Regions from separate parts of the Mus musculus genome. Here region 1 is linked to region 2. The links are chromatin contacts, called in public HiChIP or PLAC-seq maps. All regions are on one chromosome and are shown on one strand. The core of a region is the stretch at or near the end of the contact, and the rest is flanking DNA. Distances in the headings are between cores, read along the strand shown.

Region 1 (3,243 bases), core at 399-2,898, 270 kb before region 2:
CGAGTCAGGACTGTGTTAGGTATTGTACTTGTCCACATGATAGCTTCAGCGTGAGGCCAGACCGTCTGGAGAATGTAAATTACATTTTCTGGGTACCAGGGAAAACACAATGGGGTGCAGGACTGACCCCATATTTGGGCTTCATGTTCCTCTCATTAGGCTCTACTGATTTCTGGGTTTTCTAGTCATCTTATTGTGCCATGTGCAAGCTTGTGAACTAGGTTGTGTTACCTGCATGTTGCAGATGAAACCCGAACTGCGAGGAGTTCATACAGCAGTCAGAGGTCATACAGCAAGAGTGCTGCAAACCGGGCCTTTCACACACGAGTGGCTGCTACCAAATGCCATTGGTGCCCTCAATTGGTGCACTAATCACCATTAAGATTACCAGGATGTCACCAAGTCTATCAACCACATGCCAGGACAAGCCCTCATGCTCAGGCAAAGCTGGCCAACGCAAAACAGACTTCGTGGTTTTTTTGGTGTGATTTCTCCCCCGCCCTTGGTTCTAATATGTTTTGTCTTTCTGTTTTTTTTTTCTTTCCTTTCCTTTTTTTCTTGAGGAAGGGAGAGGTGGGGGCAGAGACAAAGTTGGGTGGGTAGGGAGGTTGGGGGTAGTTGGGCGAGGGGGAGGAATATAATCAAAATATGCTGTATGTATGAAAACAACTAAACAAACAAACAAAAAGGAAGACCAAGTTGTTGGGGAGACATTCACTGCAAGCTTACCTTTTCAGATATTTATATAATAGAGCAAAACTTTGGTAATGGTGCTCTAAGGAAAACAGTGCAACGAATTACCAGTACTTTATATAAAACATCTTCCCTATCTCAACATCCACAAAAAAAAAAATCATTTCTAAAATGTGGTACTTCAGGTCTCCAAATAAAATACATAGTATACTTCCAGAATATGATTGCTGCTGATTGTGAGATTTTAAAATTTCTCCTATTTATGATGCTGGGGGGGGTGTTAGAGCATCCTCTCAGAGGCAGAAGGGAGGGGGGATGATGTGAAGAACTCTGGGAGGGGGGAACTGAGATGGGGGAGCATTTAGGATGTAAATATAGAAAAGACTTAAAAGAACATTGATTTGAATTTGCAGAAACTATCTCAATGTGTTCTTAAATATTTCTTTCTGGACTTTCAATTTAACTAATTTCTTATGAATGATTGGTGGAGATGCTAGAAATTAGAACTAAATGAATAAATGTATAATTGTATTTATCTTCATATAGAAGGAAGAGGGTTTTTTCCCTCTAAAATTGAATTATTATCAAGTTTCCATATTAGAGGGACATTTTCTCAGTGATTTTATTTTGCACATTAACATGTTCCTAGTGGAATATGCACTAGCCTAGAATAACATGAACTGATAATAACTTAAGATGCTTATAAAGTTTTACCTATGAATAGGTTAAAGAAAGGTCAGAAAAGATATTTAAAATGAGTTTTAAATTATTGTGGATATGCAAATGGATAGAATTCAAAGTTAGATATCACTGTAAATATGCCCTTTAAGAGTTACATTCAAATTCAACAGGAAAAAAAAAATGTGTGCATTGTGAAAATCAAGACCACATTCTTACAGAAGGTTATGAGCAACAGCACTGGTATTCCATGGATGCATACTTGTGGCTTGGGATAAGTTCTCTACATATGCATTATACGTAGAGACAAGCTTTTAAGCACAAGTAAGACACAGGTAAAGAAGAATGTGCTCTCAGAATTATCAGATGACTCAAAGGGGTCTTTCCTGTTGCAGATCTGAGAAAATGCCCCAAAATACTGTGGCTAGATACAGTCATGAAGTGTGAGGGGAGAGAAGGCAGCATAACTTGACCATCAATAAATCAGTTGCTCCTGAAACATCTGCTGGATCCCTGAATAGATGGTCTTTCCTGGCATCCCTGTGCTTGATCCTGCAGTAGAAATACATTTTCCGTATGACAAGGAGACAGAAGGGCAAAGAGTCCCTCTGATAGATCTTCTCACATACACTGAGGACTGGGCAGGAGCCTAAGTAGATAGGTACCACCACAGTATCCTTCAACTTGTCTAAAGAACACACTTAAGTCTGCCCATACATATATTAGAGATATTAATAGCAAAACTGCCTGATGTGTTTCTAGCATGAAACTTCATGCTAAAAATAAAGACTATACTCCAAGATATTATTAGAAGGTTCATCTGATATCTGGCCAAGTTAATCAGTCAAGCAAAACCGGAGTCATCGTATTGCTTAGATGATCCTCTTATTCCTTACGGGCTCGGTCCTGTAAAGCATTTTGGTTTTGTTGTCGTTTAGGACAAAGCTAGGACTATAGGCTGACGATTGGAACTCTTTCCGTGGGCCAGGCTTGTGAAAAAAAATGTGTGTAGTCTCAGTTTCAGCAAAACTTCAGCCATTAGTAAATGGAGAAGGTTAACAGGCAAAGAAGAAGAGGATGTCTACAGGTATTTCATATTATGGAATTTGGCCAGCGCGAAACTTGGCTTCCCTTGCACGAAGACTGTTGGCAAGTTACATCTTGTTTCCCACAAGAATTTTTTTGAGATGGGAGTGATAATGATTTCAGGTATGGCGTTTGGGGCATTTTTCCTTCGTGATAAAACTGGCCTGCATTTTATTGGATAATCTTGCCTCTTTGTTCCCCCTGGAACACTACAAAATGGGCAAAGCGGGTAAGATAAAGTTCAGAGGGTTTTGAGATTTTCTAAATTGAGTAAGGATGCTTGCAAGTGGGAGGCTGAAATGTACAAAATAAAACAGTGAGATAAGATACCGGTCCGCCCTGCAAAATCAAGGCTCATTTTAACGTTTAACAGTACAAAATCCAAGCATCAAGGGCATAAGCCCTGGAAGCCATGGGGAACTCCTAGTAGGCTCTTTAAACTTGTGTTGCTCAACTAGCCTACAGTCTGTGGGCAAAGCATTTTTGTTAAAGATGCTACGAGTATCGCACTTGCATTTCTGAATGCCAGGTTTCTGAAAGGCCTTCAGTGTTCTTCCATTATTTTGTAATATTTTCTATTGAAAAAAGATCAGCCTGATGAAGAATTCCATTGTACCTTAGAGAGCTTACAATGTATATTAAACATGTGTGTGGGCAGTACATCTTCGTAGGGACTGGTGTGTCCGTGTTTTGTGTACTATAAGACTTTGGAGGGGAAAGGAGGGAAGCTTTGTCTGTTTCACCAAAGGTTGTAGTTCCTGAACTCAATAAAACAGAGAAATAATT
Region 2 (3,346 bases), core at 444-2,943:
CTACAGATGTGATTTTTGAATGAGACCAAATATGGAGATTTTTCTAAGATAAAAAAGTATCTAAACCTCTGTCAAAATTCAAAATTCAAAGTGTCAGGTCAAGTGCAAGTGGTCTAGTTTACATCAGGGAGACGGGGCTGGCTGTGCGTCAGCAATTTGTGATGAACAGAGCCTGGAAAACCTTGGAAGGGTTGTAAATTCTGCCACTTCTGGTCAAATTCTTTGGACCCCTTTTATTTCAGTAGATGTTTCTCTACTCGTGTGTGTGTGTGTGTGTGTGTGATGTGTAGGTCTCTGTGGGTGAATGTCTGAGTGTGTGCATGTGCCCATGTGTGTCTATCTGTCTCTCCCTGTGTGTGTGTGTGTGTGTGTGTGTGTGTGTGTAGCATGTGCAGGTCTGTGTGGGTCGGTGTCTGAGTGTGTGTATGTGTCTATGTGTCCATGTGTCCATGAGTGTGTGTGTGTGTTGTGTAGGTCTCTGTGGGTGGGTATCTGAGTGTGTGCATGTGCCCATGTCTGTCTGTCTGTTGGTCTGTTTCTCTCCCTCTCTCTCTCTCTCTCTCTCTCTCTCTCTCTCTCTCTCTCTCTCTCTGTGTGTGTGTGTGTGTGTGTGTGTCTGTTTTGTTATATGTGTGCCAGAATACTTACCTGTGCTGCAAGTGTCCTGGACAAAGGTTGACTTCTCCAGCACTGTCCACCTTGTTTATTGAGATAGAGTCTCTCGCTGAATCTTGAACTTACTGCTTCATCTGGACTATTTTAGCCATAAAATCTCTCCTGCTTCTATTCTCTAGTGCTAGGTTATAGAGATGCCACCTACTAAGGTATCTCTCCAACCAGTTTTTTTTGTTTGGATGACGTCACCATTTTACTTTGTTTTGGGATTTCATCCAGGGTCTTACCATGTTCCCCAGGATGGTCTGCCTTGGGTTCTTGAGTGTTAAGATTATAGGTATGAACCAACATGCTTTCCAAGATGGTTCCACTTATACTTATTTGTTCATGACATTCGAGATCTTTCCTCCTTCCAAAGTCTGAGGTTTCACTTATAGCAACCAAATCTTCACACTTCCCACATATGGCAACTTCTTACCAGTTTTCCAATTCAACTTACCATTTGTACTTATCCATGTCATATTAGAGGGTCAGTTATCTCCCACTATTTTCAGTTTATCTTTACGATTATCCTCCTGATGTCATACGACTCGAAGTTCCACTTAGTCTATTAAGGTTGTGGCTACACTGGCTGTGAGCCCAGCTAAGAGGAAAAAATGCCGACTTCTAGGGAGTGGAATTTCTGAGTCACACATCCTTGCCCTGCTTCTCTTATACAGATGTATCCTCAAAGGATGGGGGCCATTCTGAAGAGGCATTTCCCTGTTTGGACCAAGATTCTCGAAAACAATTAACCATTTAATTTATCCAAAAGTTCTTTTTCTTCCCTCCCTCATTAGTGGTATTACAGGTTCATTCCAGGAGACTTTAACACAAGTGCCATGTAATTTTCTAATTGTCATTGGACATTTAGAGTTGGGTATTCCAGAACGTTCGGGAACTGCTCTGCAGGGGTTAATTTTGGGGGGATCAGATGTTACTTTAGGATTGAGGGAGCCACCTGCAAAAGCTCTCTGTAGGATGTAGGCTTTATGGGACCTAGGTACTGTCATGTCTTGAATGGCAAATCATCTCAGTGCTATTCCATGCCCCATAAAGTAGTGATGACTAAAAGACGCTTGGACTCAGCAGAGGAAGAGAGCTTTTATACTCTAGGCAGATTTTGCATTTGAAATATTCATATATGCGTATAGCAGCATGGTTCTACATGTCAGGTTGTGGTTCTCTGTTCTATTGCTGTTATATTTTTACATGCTGCTATGTTTTAGTAGTCCATAAATACTAAAATACTTTATGGCAAAACCCCTCTTACTAAAATCCCTTACACGTTTAACATTATCTTTTTGCTTTGATTTACTGATGGCCTCTCTAAAGACGGCACTATGACCCTTGACCACAGTGACAAGTCAGAGGCTCCCTTCAACTCTCACCTGCAATCTGTCATACTCCAACCCTGACCCACACACTAAAAGCACATGCCTGGAGAAAGAGAAAGATTCTGTGACAGAGCATTAGAAAACAATTCAGAGGCTGCTAGAGAAACATTCTGTGTGGGATACTTGTTTCTTACTGTGACAGACAAAGTATGAAAGAGCTGAACCTTTTACTGAACCTTCTTCAAGGCTGATTAGCTGGCTAGGACTTTAAAGACTATAGTATAATATCATTAGGATTCATTTCATTGCCTTTTTTTTCAGCAGTTTCATTTGGTTCTATCCTTGGTCTCTGGACCGATCAGCCTCTACTTCCTGACCTTCCACTCAGTGTCAGGCCACAGCTCCCTCTTATGGCAAGGGTCTCTAGTTGGTCTAGTCATTGCTTGGCCACTCCAACAAGTTCTGGGCCACCATTACCCGGTACATATTGCAAACAGGATGTATTGAAGGTCAAGGGTTTTGTGTCTGGGTTGATATTCCAGTCCCACTGTTGGGAGCTTTGCCTTATTATAGAAGATGGCTGGTTCAGGATCCATATCCTCCATTACTAGCAGACTTTGCTAGGGCCACTCTTGTTGTTTCCAAGGAGTTTCCACTGCACTTGTTTTCTACAATGCTCCCTAAATTTTCCAGCTGTCTCTCCCATCCCTCCCTCCGTTTCCCCACAACTTGAACCCCCCTGTTTGCATCCCCATTTGTCCTCACTTCACACTCAAAATCTATTTCCTGTTTCCAGCGAGATGCATGTGTCCCACCCTTGAGCCCTTCATGTTACTTAGCTTCTCTGAATCTATGGATTATAGCATGATTATCTTATACTTTTTAGATAATATCCATTTGTGAGTACGTACCATGTTTGTGTTTCTGGGTCTAGGTTACCTTTCTCAGGAGGATTTTTTTTTCTAGTTCTGTCCTTTTGCCTACAAATTTCATGATGTGATTGTTTTTAACAGCTGAGTAATACTCCATTATATAAATGAACCCCATTTTTTAATCCATTCTTTGGTTGAGGGACATCTAGGTTGTTCCCAGTTTCTGGCTATTGTAAATAAAGCATTTATGAACAGAGTTTAGCAAGTGTCCTTATGGTAGGATAGGGTATCCTTTGGGTATATGCCCAAGAGCAATGTAGCTGGGTCTAGACGTAGATAGATTCTCAATTTTCTGAGAATCCTCCATATTTTTCTATAGTGAATATATACGTTTTCATTCCCACCAACAGTGGAGGACTACGCCCCTTTATCCACATCCTCAGCAGCATGAGCTGCCATTTTTGGTTTTGATCTTATCCATTC

The links. HiChIP or PLAC-seq counts read pairs in DNA pulled down with a chosen protein or histone mark.
Region 1: a CTCF HiChIP or PLAC-seq map of the NIH/3T3 cell line shows a contact between it and region 2, with 5 read pairs. The contact joins two enhancer-like sites. A contact is called at or near these places in 1 of 15 datasets of contacts at CTCF or cohesin (the NIH/3T3 cell line) and 2 of 484 Hi-C or Micro-C datasets (embryonic stem cells and myocytes).

Annotation. Positions count from the first base shown.
Region 1 is chr6:17,493,981-17,497,223 of GRCm38.p6, reverse strand. All of the region lies in intron 3 of Met (met proto-oncogene), which reads right to left. Among named protein-coding and RNA genes, the nearest start is that of Met, 32 kb to the right of the region's middle. Within about 2 kb of position 1,648, at least 23 of the 459 cell types and tissues checked have an H3K27ac peak or open chromatin away from gene starts, as enhancers often do. A contact at or near this core is called in the NIH/3T3 cell line, where this site is marked.
Region 2 is chr6:17,222,993-17,226,338 of GRCm38.p6, reverse strand. No RefSeq gene overlaps it. Among named protein-coding and RNA genes, the nearest start is that of Gm52892, 25 kb to the right of the region's middle. Within about 2 kb of position 1,693, at least 50 of the 459 cell types and tissues checked have an H3K27ac peak or open chromatin away from gene starts, as enhancers often do. A contact at or near this core is called in the NIH/3T3 cell line, where this site is marked.